Regions from separate parts of the Gossypium hirsutum genome. Here region 1 is linked to region 2. The links are chromatin contacts, called in public Hi-C maps. All regions are on one chromosome and are shown on one strand. Each heading gives the region's core, a stretch centred on a gene start, on an enhancer-like site or on the middle of the called end of the contact. The rest is flanking DNA. Distances are from core to core; before and after follow the strand shown.

Region 1 (6,034 bases), core at 1,909-4,408, 160 kb before region 2:
AAGGTCTTAGGTCTGAATCTGATTGTGTATGCGACTTCTGTGTGTATAGCATGTCTATTTCTATTTTGTTACACACTGAGTTTATGAAAACTCACATTCGTTTGTCTGTACTGTTCAACTAATCCACAGATTTAGACAGGTCGGTGTAGCGGAGGCTCAACGGTGACCATTTGATTGAGAACTATTTTAACTTAGTAATCTATGGTTTTTATTTATAATTCTGGTTTTATTTGAGATTTTCTAATTTTTGGGACTCTCCAAACTGTTGGTTTTTATTTTGGATTTGGATGTGTTTTTGACGTTTTCATTGCAATGCATGTCTAAAATCACAGTTTTACGAAAACAAAGATTTTCTAAAAATACGAACTCCATTTTTAAAATATAACGATTTTAAGACTTTCGCTGTAAATTATGTTTTGGCAAATAAACTAATTAAATGACGTTTTCAGTACTAATTATGAATGAATACGAGTTATAAAAGTTGAATGGTTTATCAAAACAACTCAGTTTTCAAAACCCGTTCTTTGTGACGTCTCCGGACTCGGCCATAATGTTTAGGCCGAGTTTGGGGTGTTACACTATGTAGCAAGGACTAAATTGTAAAATATACAAAATTACGAAATTAACAATTAAATAAAAAACGATGGTTGGTTGACATTGATGTGGTTCACTAATATTTGAATTAGGGATCCAAATTGCTTAAAGTCCCAAAATGGATCCATTTTACCTCTCAGTCTCAATTTTACCAAGTTAGACAAATTAATTTGAATTTTCTCTCGATCTCACCGGTTAACCTAGGACTAATGATTTGGTGCTCAACAATATCTCCTCTTGGTCTTACTTGCCTAAATATTCCCTTAAGGTCGTCAATCTTAAGTTTTTAGGTTCATTCAAATTAGTCTAATTTATTACGATTTGGTCCCTTATCCAAAAATCAGCTCACCACATCTCCGTCAACCAATTTCTTAAAGGTTTAGCTACTCATGCTAGAAATAAAGCTAATAAAAATATGAATTAAAAACATGGAAGCTATTAAAGAAAGCTTGAGAAAAATATAAAAGTTGAGATTTTTATGCAAGAAAACTTAAAAGGCATGTGAAAACAAACATTCAACAAGAAAATCTAAAGCAATAAACATAAAAGAAACAAACTTTAACAACTGCAAAATAAAATAAACTGAAATGCATTAAACTAAATCTAAAAATGTCTTACAACCTAGGTACAAGAACTAAAAGTACAAATAACCTTAAGTTACAGTGATAACTAACTTAACTAACACTAAAAAAAACTAAAATAAGAAGAAAAGTTGCAAAGAAATGTTAAATCTACAACTAAGGAAATGAAAATAAGAAACCCTAGAAGAAGAGAAAGAAAAGCTAAGAGAAAACCTAGAGAAAATTAAACCTAAACTAAGCTAATGTGACATTTTTTCCTCTCTCAGCCAAATTTTAACTGATATAGCAGCTATTCTGACCTAATCCAAAAAACCCTTGAATGAGCCTTCAATGACTACCTTTCTTGTCCATTTTTGTTCCTTCACGATATTGGTATCACGATACCAAGGAACAAGATATCACGACACTTTGAAAAATTTTGAACTTGGGTGTTTCTTGGCAGGTGGATATCGCGATACCACTGAAGGGTGGTCTCCAATCCCAGGTTTGTTGGAGGTATCGTGATTCCAAGGTTTGGATATCGCAGTACCCTCTCCTTTGGTGTCGTTCTTGCTCAATTTCAGTCTCCAAAATGTCCCTACATCACTTAACCATAGGTTAAGGCCCCCAATGGCATTATTGGCCAATTTGAGGTCTTAAAATGAGTAAAAACAAGACATATACACTTTTTAACTTAAAACCTAAAAAATATGAAAAAACTACAAAGAAGGCACTACTTTGCTTGAGAATAAGCTCCATAAATGTATCGAGAAAGTCAAATTTGTCATGTCAAATTACAACAGATCAAGAGCAATAAAAGATCTAACAATAAGATCTAAGAGATATGTACAAGAGAAAATAAAAGAACAAAGAATTTGAGGTTTTTCTCTTGACTTTGATGCTTGGATATGTCTCTATTGAATCTTAAAGTATTGTTGATGAGTGTTTATACCAAAGTATAAATTTGTAGACATTTATGGCCATTGGAGGTAATTTGAAACCGTTGCAAGCATGAATTTTGAAATGAAAAAAATATTTCTACTACTCAAGTCTTGATCTTTATCAAGGAGGTATTAGTACTTGGCTAAAAAGTAACCATTGAGAGGCTAAGTCTCTAGACTTGCAAACCCAAGTCTCAAGACTTGCCTAGTAAGTCTCAATATCATGCCCTTGTAGAAAATGTTGTTGGCTACTGACTTGTAAAACCCCAAATATTGATACTTGGTTACCAAAATGCCTTAGAGAACATTTTATGCAGCTTTAAATACTTTGGTATTGACTAAAGAACATTTGGAACATTATGAAACACACATAGAACATGTTTTTGAGTTTTTGCAAGTGCTGAAAATGCATGAAAAATGTTTGATAAGATTTTCAACCATATTTTTATGACTTAAGAAATATATATAATTTATATTAACAATTAATGTATTTTTTTAAAGAAACATAGCTAAAGAACTAGCTAATATGATTGAAAAGGAATAAATGGTTGAAATATTGAATAAAAATCGATTCGATTGGATTTTTAATTTTTTTATTTAACCTCATTTTGAAAATCTTAAAAATATTAGCTAATGATAATTAAGAAATATTTATAAAAATAAAAATATCAAAAAATATTAAGACATAAGAAATATATATTAACAAAAATATTAATAATGAAAATAAACCAAAGAATAAGAAAGCCCAGAAGATTATATGAGAAATTGAAAACAGAACCGAATTTTTATGTTAAAAAAAAAACGCCTATTGTACATGCTTTTCGGTTTTGTTCAAAGTTCTTACGTTTCCACGTCAAGATATTTCTCAGTATTAAGTTAGTTTTTATTTATGGATTGGAATAAATAACATTTAATTCGGATATAACTATCAAACTGTATATATCAGTTGTTTAACATTATTTTACTTTTATATCATCTTCACTTTTTCAATTTTCTATAAATGCTTTTTTTTCCTTAAATTTATTAAACTTGGGTTTTGGTGGCAATGCTATTCAAATAGAATTCAAACCCTCATCCCTAAAATTACTTTTAACAAAAAAAAAAATATAAATCTACCACATAGTTTAGCACCAATTTTTAAGTTAAGCATTTAAAAAGAAAATGGAGGTGCTTGAAGAAAAAAAAAATTTAATACCACAAAGATGGGAAAAAATGTATAATTTATATACAAATCTACGATGAAGCCGAAGGTGAAAAGAGGAAGAAAGCCTATCTCTTGGTAGCCCAACTCAACCACTAGTCCAACCCTTAGAATAAAGAAACCTCTTTAAATGACCAGCCACAAAACTATTTACCAATCAAAAGCAGACGCCCAAAACGATCTGATCTACTCAACTTCTTCTCCAAGGATGGTGGAACAAGAAGAAAACCTTCATTACTGGGGCGACATCTCAGAGGAAGAGTATTACAGGCTGCAAGGAATCAAAGGGTCAAAATCGTTCTACACTTCACCAAGAGGCCTCTTTCTCTTCACAAGATCATGGCTTCCACTCTCTGGCCCTCCACGTGGCATCATCTTTGTGATCCATGGGTATGGCAATGATATAAGTTGGACTTTCCAGTCCACATCAATCTTCCTTGCTCAGAAAGGGTTTGCCTGCTTTGCCCTTGACATGGAAGGCCATGGGAGGTCTCAAGGCCTTAGAGGCTATGTCCCACATGTTGATTTGGTTGTCCAAGACTGTCTCTCCTTCTTCAATCTCATCAAGCAAGATCCTAACTTTGGTGCTTTACCTTGTTTCCTTTATGGAGAATCAATGGGTGGTGCCCTTTGTTTGTTGGTTCATTTTGCTGATCCAAATGGGTTCCAAGGAGCTGTTTTGGTAGCGCCCATGTGCAAAATCTCAGACAAGGTTAGACCCAGATGGCCAATTCCTCAAGCCCTCACTTTTATCTCCAATTTCTTGCCCACTTTAGCCATTGTACCAACCGAAGATCTTCTGCACAAATCAATCAAAGTAGAAGAAAAGAAGATTGTTGGGAACAAGAACCCAGTCAGATACAGAGGGAAACCCAGATTGGGGACAGTTGTTGAACTCTTGAGAGTGACTCAGCTTTTGAGTGAAAAACTGCGTGATGTAAGTATCCCATTCCTAGTAGTCCATGGGAGTGCAGATGTTGTCACGGATCCGGAAGTGAGTCGGACTTTGTACAAGGAAGCATCCAGTCAAGACAAGACCTTGAAGATCTATGAAGGGATGTGGCATTCCTTGTTGTTTGGTGAACCTGATGAAAACATTGAGATTGTTCGTACTGATATATTGTCTTGGTTGGATGATAGATGTAACACAAAGATCTAAACTGGTTTAATTTACGCTGTCTCATTGGAACAACATTATGTTGACGAGGATTTGCAATTCAATTTCAATAAACTTAAATGCTATCATCATATTCGGATATTCTGAAAAACGAATGTAACAAGTAGTACAGGGATAAAGCATAGGGTTCTAATTCGCAATAATCAAGTTTTCACATTAATGAATGAATACACTGCAGGGCCATAAATAGTATACTCAAAATGACCGATGATGCTACAAATTTCAGTTTCTGTATCTTCGAAAAGAATAAGAAAAATAAAAATAGGGGACCTATCATTTACATAACTAAAAGAATAGCCCGGTTCCAACCCTATACCATCTTTGGAAGAGCCCTATCCCTATATCCATATACAATGTCATAGGTGATGTGAGGTTTGAGAACTATCAATGACCAACAAAACAAATTTAACTTTCCTTTTGTGACTATGTGGTATGAGAATTCTCCTACTATTAACAGCGTCTGTTCAAAAAGCCTTGCCCCTTGCCTGTCATAGCATCTGCTAGGCAGGGAAGACGGGTTGTGAAATGGTGTTCTACAGGAAGAAGTGGGAGATCCGACTGTCCATCCCCAACATGATGCACGGGACCCTGGGATGCAAGTCTATGCACCGCCAGTTTTGCTAATGCCAATTACTGATGTAGCTATAAAAGTGACACATCATGCCATGAACAAGTATTCCAAGTCTTCTACTGTGAGGCGAGTCTGACGCCCACCGGTTTCATCCTCCCCAAATGCTGATGCAACCATCTTCCTCTTCTTTTGCTGTCAATCACGAAAACAAAAAATAAGCAAACCCTTACTGAAAATAAAGTTCTTGGAGAAAGTAAACATGCAAGTTCTATTGATGCTGGGAAGCCATTTTAATATGGCCATTAAACCAGCACAAGTTGGTTTCAACATGAATATATTCCCAACAGCTATTGTGGTTTCCACTGGCTGTACTATATCCAGGCCAGGGATTTCAAGAGCAACCACTGCCCATATGACTGGACTTGTGACACACAAATTTAAAATAGTTCCATGCTCAGTTTTAAACTATATTTAATTACGATTATGCTAGATAGATAATGCGATAAGCATTCAGGCATTCAGGCAAGGCTTAGCCCACATGAAGCTCAAATTTTCTCCGTGGCATATGGGCAGCTTTATCCATGTTTATAACACTGAAAGTTAACTTCTCAAGACCATTAACAGCATCAGATACATCAATTCTTTTCTATGCACCAAGCAACCATATCAGCATCAAATACACTCTTCAGCTTGATAAAGCTATGGAATTAAACACGAAGAGAAAAGCAGACCATTGTGACTGCATAGGTGGGGAAAAGCTTACCTGAAGAGCCAAAATACGATCCTCAACTGTATCTTTCACAGTTAATCGTAAAACAGTTACAGGCCGAGTCTGCCCAATTCGATGTGCCCTATCAATTGCCTGGTCCTCAGTTGTAGGGTTCCACCAAAGATCAAGCAGAAGTACATGGCAAGCTGCAACCATGTTCAGCCCAAGACTGGCAGCTTTTAAGGACATAATCATAACAGATACCTACAAGCGAAAGGAAT
Region 2 (6,177 bases), core at 1,564-4,063:
ATGAGTAATGGCTCATAGGGTCTTATTGACACATCCCTCATGCCAATAGCTTAGAAGCAAAACTGATACGAACTCGGTTGATGTTGTTTCGAGTCGTAATAGTTTACCCGATTGAGAAACTGAGTAAGTTATGCTTCGTTTCAAGAAAGTCTGAAAACGGATAGAAATAGGCTCAAACAAGAGTTCAAAGAGTTTGAAAGATGGATCGAGGAAATTTGGCTAAGGCAAAGGCTGAACCAACAATATAGAAATTTTTGACCCAAGACTTACAAGCACTTAGATGGATAATGAAAAAATGAAATCAGCAAATAAACCTTGACCCACTATCTAACAAGAAAGCAACCAAAGGTATAGCGAAATCAGTAAATAAACCTTGACCCATTATCTAACGAGATAGGAACCAAAGGTATAGCTAACGCCACACTTGAAGTTATAAGTTCGGATATCAAAGGAAAGAAAAGACGCCACAAGCCTAGCTTGATAAATCAGATCAGTCCCAAATAGAACAAGGAGATTTGGAATACTCACAAGTTTCAAAATATTTCATAAAAATTTAGCAAAAAGTCGTTCTAAACAATGTTTTCTTACAAACTATTTATAGGCATTATTATGACTATTCAAATTCAACATTCATTTTAGCTATTAACAAAATATTAAAATTCGATTATAACTCTTAATGGGCAGCCAAAGAGTCATGTCTTTTCACTTGATTCATGCATAACTGAAAAGTCATGCCTCTTCACTTGATGAAGGCTTACTGGTCCATTAAATGTGCTACTTAATGTCCCTTCATTTTCCCCTTAACCAAATGCCTTAATGCTTGTGTATTCATCTCTTAATTAGCACCATAACTAACTTTGACTACATGAAACCGATCAGACTTGAAGAGTCACTCTTGGTCCATTTGAAAAGTCACCATAATGAGCTTTGAGTGCTTCAATATCCCCAAAAACGTTCCAAATATGCACCAGCAATTAAGTGACCAAATGCACACTCTTTTATGCCAAAACTGGACAGCCAATTGAATGTGATAGCATTTGATTCTTCTTGGCAAACGAACAGCCCTATTGTAGTTATGTGACCAGCCTTTTGGACTTTCCTACAACAATCACACAGTCAATTTATTTAAGAAAAATTAAACACACTATAACTTAAGTATTAAAAAAATAACAACCAAATTAAATAACATACTAATATAAACAAACTCAAACATATTTAACAACTAAGATGCTTAAATACTTGGTTTTAATTAAGATGTAAACTAAATGAACAATGAATTACTTAATGCATGATTTCATTGAAAGATGCAAACTTTAATTAACATGGAAGTTATATAATGCATGACTTCATTAAATGCAGAACATAAAATGCATGTCATAATTAAATGATGTAGATCAATAATGCAAGACGCTAATTAAAAATGCATTTAATAAACAAGACATAATTTAAGACCCATATTATAATAACTGAAGTTACTAAAATAAATAAATCAAAGTCCTTATTCTAGCAACTAAATTAACAAATTGGAACTAAAAGCTTCATTTTGCACTTGGGCCCCTCGAGTTTGGGCCAATTCTAATATTGTCGAATTGTTTCAAAACATGATATGGCCAGGATCGCGTCAAAAACTTTAGGGACTTAGAGATGGTCTTTAACTTGCCATGAGACCGAATTTGCAAAATTTGGAAATTGAGATCGATGCTACCGTTGTTATTAGTCTTATTCATAATGTATCAATTCATAATATGTTGCTATATACGGTTGTCTCCGATTGCAAGGCACTCTTATCAATACTGGAAGGAAAAACATTTAAGAATGTCATTTGAGAGAAAAATAGATGTATAGATGCCCTTACTCACCTGGGAAATAGTTTTAATTTCTCTGTTTTGAATGTTAATTCCGAACATGATCTTTTATTCATTTGTAATGTGCCCTTCAAGCCTTTCCCCCTCTTTTGATGGCAAATGCCTTTAGGGATAGTTTATATTGTATTTTTGGGTAGTTTAATGCAATCTTGTTCTATTTTTAAATATATATATCAAAAGTTTGTGCGTAACTAAAAAAATCGAATCAAAATCATGATAAACAAATAACCATTACATTGTCATTCTAGTGACACGTGCGAAGAAGGCAGAAATAGGGGCCATAAGGTCCGGTCCCATTCCAACCTCCACGCCTTCAAGGAAGATGGGTATGCCCCGGCATGGTGCATGTGGAGTATTAATGAAAAAATGGGTCTCGTGGAATAGTAGGCTACCTATTTAGGAACCGGAACAGCCCTCTCCACTCACTGTGGAATGAAGATGCCACTGCACCTTCCTTTATAGGCAAACTTGAAGGGGGCCTTGCATTGGTTTTTGCTGTTGGCCCTAACGCCTGTGCCTTTTAATACATTAGCATGTTTACGACATCAACTTTAAATATATAGTTTTCTGGGCATTTGATGGAATTAACCCAAAAAGGCTTACATAATTCTTGATTATGATTAAATAATTGTGTATTATACTAAAAAGAATCGCAAGAGAAATGAATCCCGATTTTATACCATGCTTTTAGGAAGAGGATTCACCAAGGAGGAGCTGTGAACAAATGATGTGTAATGCCACATAAATATCACGGCACAAAGCATGTAACGTTGAGGGTCCTGACCGGGGGACCACTGTCTCTGAGTTGCCCTATTCAAGATTGAAGAAGAAAGAAAGAAACTGATGGATGATGATAACTTTTTTGTTTTTATGATTTTGTATCAGTTCTCTTGTTGCAGTACTTCGTTTCCTATTTCTTTTTGTGTGTATGTATCACTGCAATTTCTTTGCTTTGGAATCTGTCATTCTTCAACTTCTGTCAAAATCCTTCAACTATTTTCACAATTGCCCCTCCATGTACTCCCCTGCTTAGGTTAATAAATGGGGATTTCAAAGTTGAAAAGACTACCTGGTTTAGCAATTAAAATGGATGGTTGTGGCAATAAAGCAAGCAGGTAAAAAAACACAACTAAGGTTCTCTTGCCACCTTGGCTCCTAAGTTAAAAAAAAAAAGTAAATTCTGAAACCTTCCAAGTCTTGGACCTTGTAAATTGTGATTACATGAGGGCAAAAGAGAAGAAGACATGATAAGTCTATTCCGACACTTTAATTTGCCTCTCAGTTAATTTGCAAATACCCAGAATTTTGTTTGTTCTTCCACCACCAACTTTTTATTTTTTTTTAAAAAAATCACTGGTAGTAAAAGAGGTAGAAAAACCATCTCCAAATTCCAAAGTCCTATTTTTCACCTCTTCACGTAAAGATAGCCCACGTGCTTCTCTCTGTCTCCCTGTCTGCTCTCTCTTTTCCTCTCTTGCAAACCCTCTAACCTGACCTGTTTAAACTACTCCAAGAAGCTTTGGTACTGGTGTAAAAGCTTTTATGTACTGCCGTAACTTTAACACCATAAAAAGAACCCTTGCTTTCTCTCACTCACATGAAGAGCTATGGGATGAGAGTTGAGTAAGGCGCTACTACTTCTGTTTTTTTTTTTTTTTGCACCCACTGCTGAAAAAATGGGACAAGAAGAAAGCTACATGTATAGTTGGTCACCGATAGGAGCTCCATTGAATATACAAAGAGGGGAGGACCACTGGAGACAATTTGACAATTCTGTTAACGCGGTGTCCTTTGGTTTTGTTGCTACTGCCATTCTCATCTCTATGTTCTTAGTGATGGCCATCTTTGAACGCTTTCTCAGACCTAACTCTTCACCTACTGGTCCTAATTATGGTGACCTTGAATCTCAGCTTAGTTTCAATGGCAAGCTCAGGCACCCATCACCAAATGTGAGTCACCCCCTTCTGTTTCTACATCTGGGATTTCTTTAATTTTGTTAAAAAGTTAGAATTACATTAGAACTCTAGAGTTAGCTAATGAGATCTTAATTTTCTGTCAATTTGATGCCTCATGACATAACGCATCTCAGTAGCTTAAAGTTTCCATCTTTCCTGCATTTGTAACTTTGCGTCTTTTATTCGAAAGTTTGATCTGTTTTTGGAGCCGGTCAAAACAGTGTTGTTGTTATATTTGTGATCGTTTAGGCAATGACCTTTATGACAAGTGAATGGTCTGCTAGCATCTCGGATTGGGAACAAATGGTCAACCATGGTGGACACAAACTTCAGTTGATTTTCTTCTTATTTTCAGCTCTTATGGTGCTCTATTTTAGCTTCAATATGATAATTGACCCATAGAGTCTGTGGATAATGATATTATGTGTGATGCACTTCAATTATGGTAGATTAAGGGCAAATTAGACGAACTATCTCAGTTTAGATTAAACTATTAAACTTTTCCCGAAGGTATCCACTGGTCCTTCAGCATGCTACACATGTAGACTACTCTACTGTGTTCCATGGATTTTGATGCAGATGCTAGGCTCACCAACCTACTATTTCGAGCCTTCCCCTAAGTGACGCAATGCTAATATCTAGTCTCTCTGCTGTGAAGTTAAGTTTAATTAGAAGCCGGTTCAAAATCTTCTAAATGGTTTAATGTAGGCCTCTATGGCATGTTAGAATGTCCATGGAATCCTGTTGGCGATAGGTCTAAATCAATTCACACGATAGTTAGCACCTTGCAAGTTTCAGACATGATGTCCCAGGTAGTGTTTTGAATGGAGCCTATTGGGGGACACTGAAAATGTAGAGTTTAGGTTTGGAAGTTAATAGTTAGTTGCATTCGAGGGGCCGAATATGTTAGGAAACTGCCTCTACATCAACAGACAAGATAGATTTTAGTTGATGTAAGCAACTTGTCCTGCCTAACGTCAATTTTTGGAAAAGCATTCGATACTACAGCATAGAATTTGAAACCAATTTAGTACAGTCATAACATATTGTGTAATTTATTACCAAAATTCTTTTGTCAATTTGAGAAATTGATTAGTGATCTATAAGGCTCTTCTTTGTTCTTATAGTCTTATGGTTGATGTTGTCTGATTCAAATAACTAAAGTTTGTAGTTCTACTATTAGTTGAGGCAATTAAAAACATCAAATCTGCATTATTAGTAGTTTGAGTTTTGTCCACTTGTTATCCGTTCTTCTATATGTTTGTTTTTCCCGACCAAGAGGTGATTTGCTACATTTATCTTAACAACTAGGTAGGCTGTCAGTTTGTGGATGTATGGTAGTAAAGTCCATGCATCTTTACCTAGGATTCTTTCTTGGAAGCTGCCTGCTGGATGGATTTGCTTGGTGGCGTTAATGAAGAAGCTGTTCTTGGTGTTTCTGTAGTTACTACTGCTCTCGTTTAAGCCCAGAAAAGTTCCATCTTCAGCTCTGGATTCATCAATTTGTCAAACCTTAGAAACTAGGTCATTATATAGCACTTCATTTGGTTTTTGCTAATGTGACATACAATGCTCTTTTAATTTCCTGGAAAAAGCATTCTTAATCTGGATTGGAAGGTTATATAAAGATCATTACTCTGTGCAGATGACGGTGTACACCAGCGGAGTTTCCGTATTAATGCCTGGGGATGAGATTCCTACTTTCATTGCACACCCAGCTCCAGTCCCCTGTCCCCCGGAATGTTCGTCATTGGTTCAACATCAACACTACACATCTGGCAATCCTGTTGCAAACTCCTCCGGGAACATTCATGTAAGTGCAGTAGAAGAAAACTAAATTTACGAAGTTGGGATGCACATGCTACCCAAAACGATGAGCATGATTACCCTCAAGCAGGAGGTTTCCTAGGAACAAAGGAAGACCGTAAAGTCCGTTCATACTTGCATCGCCTTTGCTGCTGATTTCCACCATTCCATGTTCAACATTTTTCTGAGACAGTGACTAAAGATGGTCTGGATTGCCATCAAATGGATCCAAATTATAAATGTAAAAAAAAAATTGAGGTATATTATATAGTTGATTGAGAGTATGGGAAGCAGTTTGTTGCAGATGGATGGAAAATTAATATAGAACAGTGAAGTTGAACCTCCATGTGCAGCATTTATCAAATTACTGGCAAGGGTTGAATTATTTGTAAATGTGAGTAAAGAAAACTGAAGAAACTGCAATCTACTAAGGCCTGGAATTTATCTATAGCCCCATCATTGTCAAAGAATGCTGGAGAAACAATTGCTTCCAATTCTTTAAAAACCTATGTTTTCCATTTTTTTTACCATTACTGCTGGTATATTTTTTT

What was found. Hi-C and Micro-C count contacts between places; a contact is called where the count stands out from the background.
Region 1: a Hi-C map of leaf shows a contact between it and region 2, with 4 times the contacts expected there. The contact joins the promoter of LOC107900631 here to the promoter of LOC107900629 in region 2. A contact is called at or near these places in 10 of 34 Hi-C or Micro-C datasets (fibers, hypocotyl and leaf).

Annotation. Positions count from the first base shown.
Region 1 is chrD06:43,690,739-43,696,772 of Gossypium_hirsutum_v2.1, reverse strand. It overlaps LOC107900631 (caffeoylshikimate esterase), which reads left to right and starts at 3,158. Exons shown (of 1, transcript XM_016826301.2): 1 at 3,158-4,544. The coding sequence starts at 3,427. The coding sequence ends at 4,455. LOC107900630 (helicase-like transcription factor CHR28) reads right to left here. Exons shown (of 13, transcript XM_041095854.1): 12 at 5,808-6,017; 13 at 4,607-5,236. The coding sequence ends at 5,132.
Region 2 is chrD06:43,530,800-43,536,976 of Gossypium_hirsutum_v2.1, reverse strand. It overlaps LOC107900629, which reads left to right and starts at 2,813. Exons shown (of 2, transcript XM_016826299.2): 1 at 2,813-3,814; 2 at 5,466-6,076. The coding sequence starts at 3,542. The coding sequence ends at 5,657.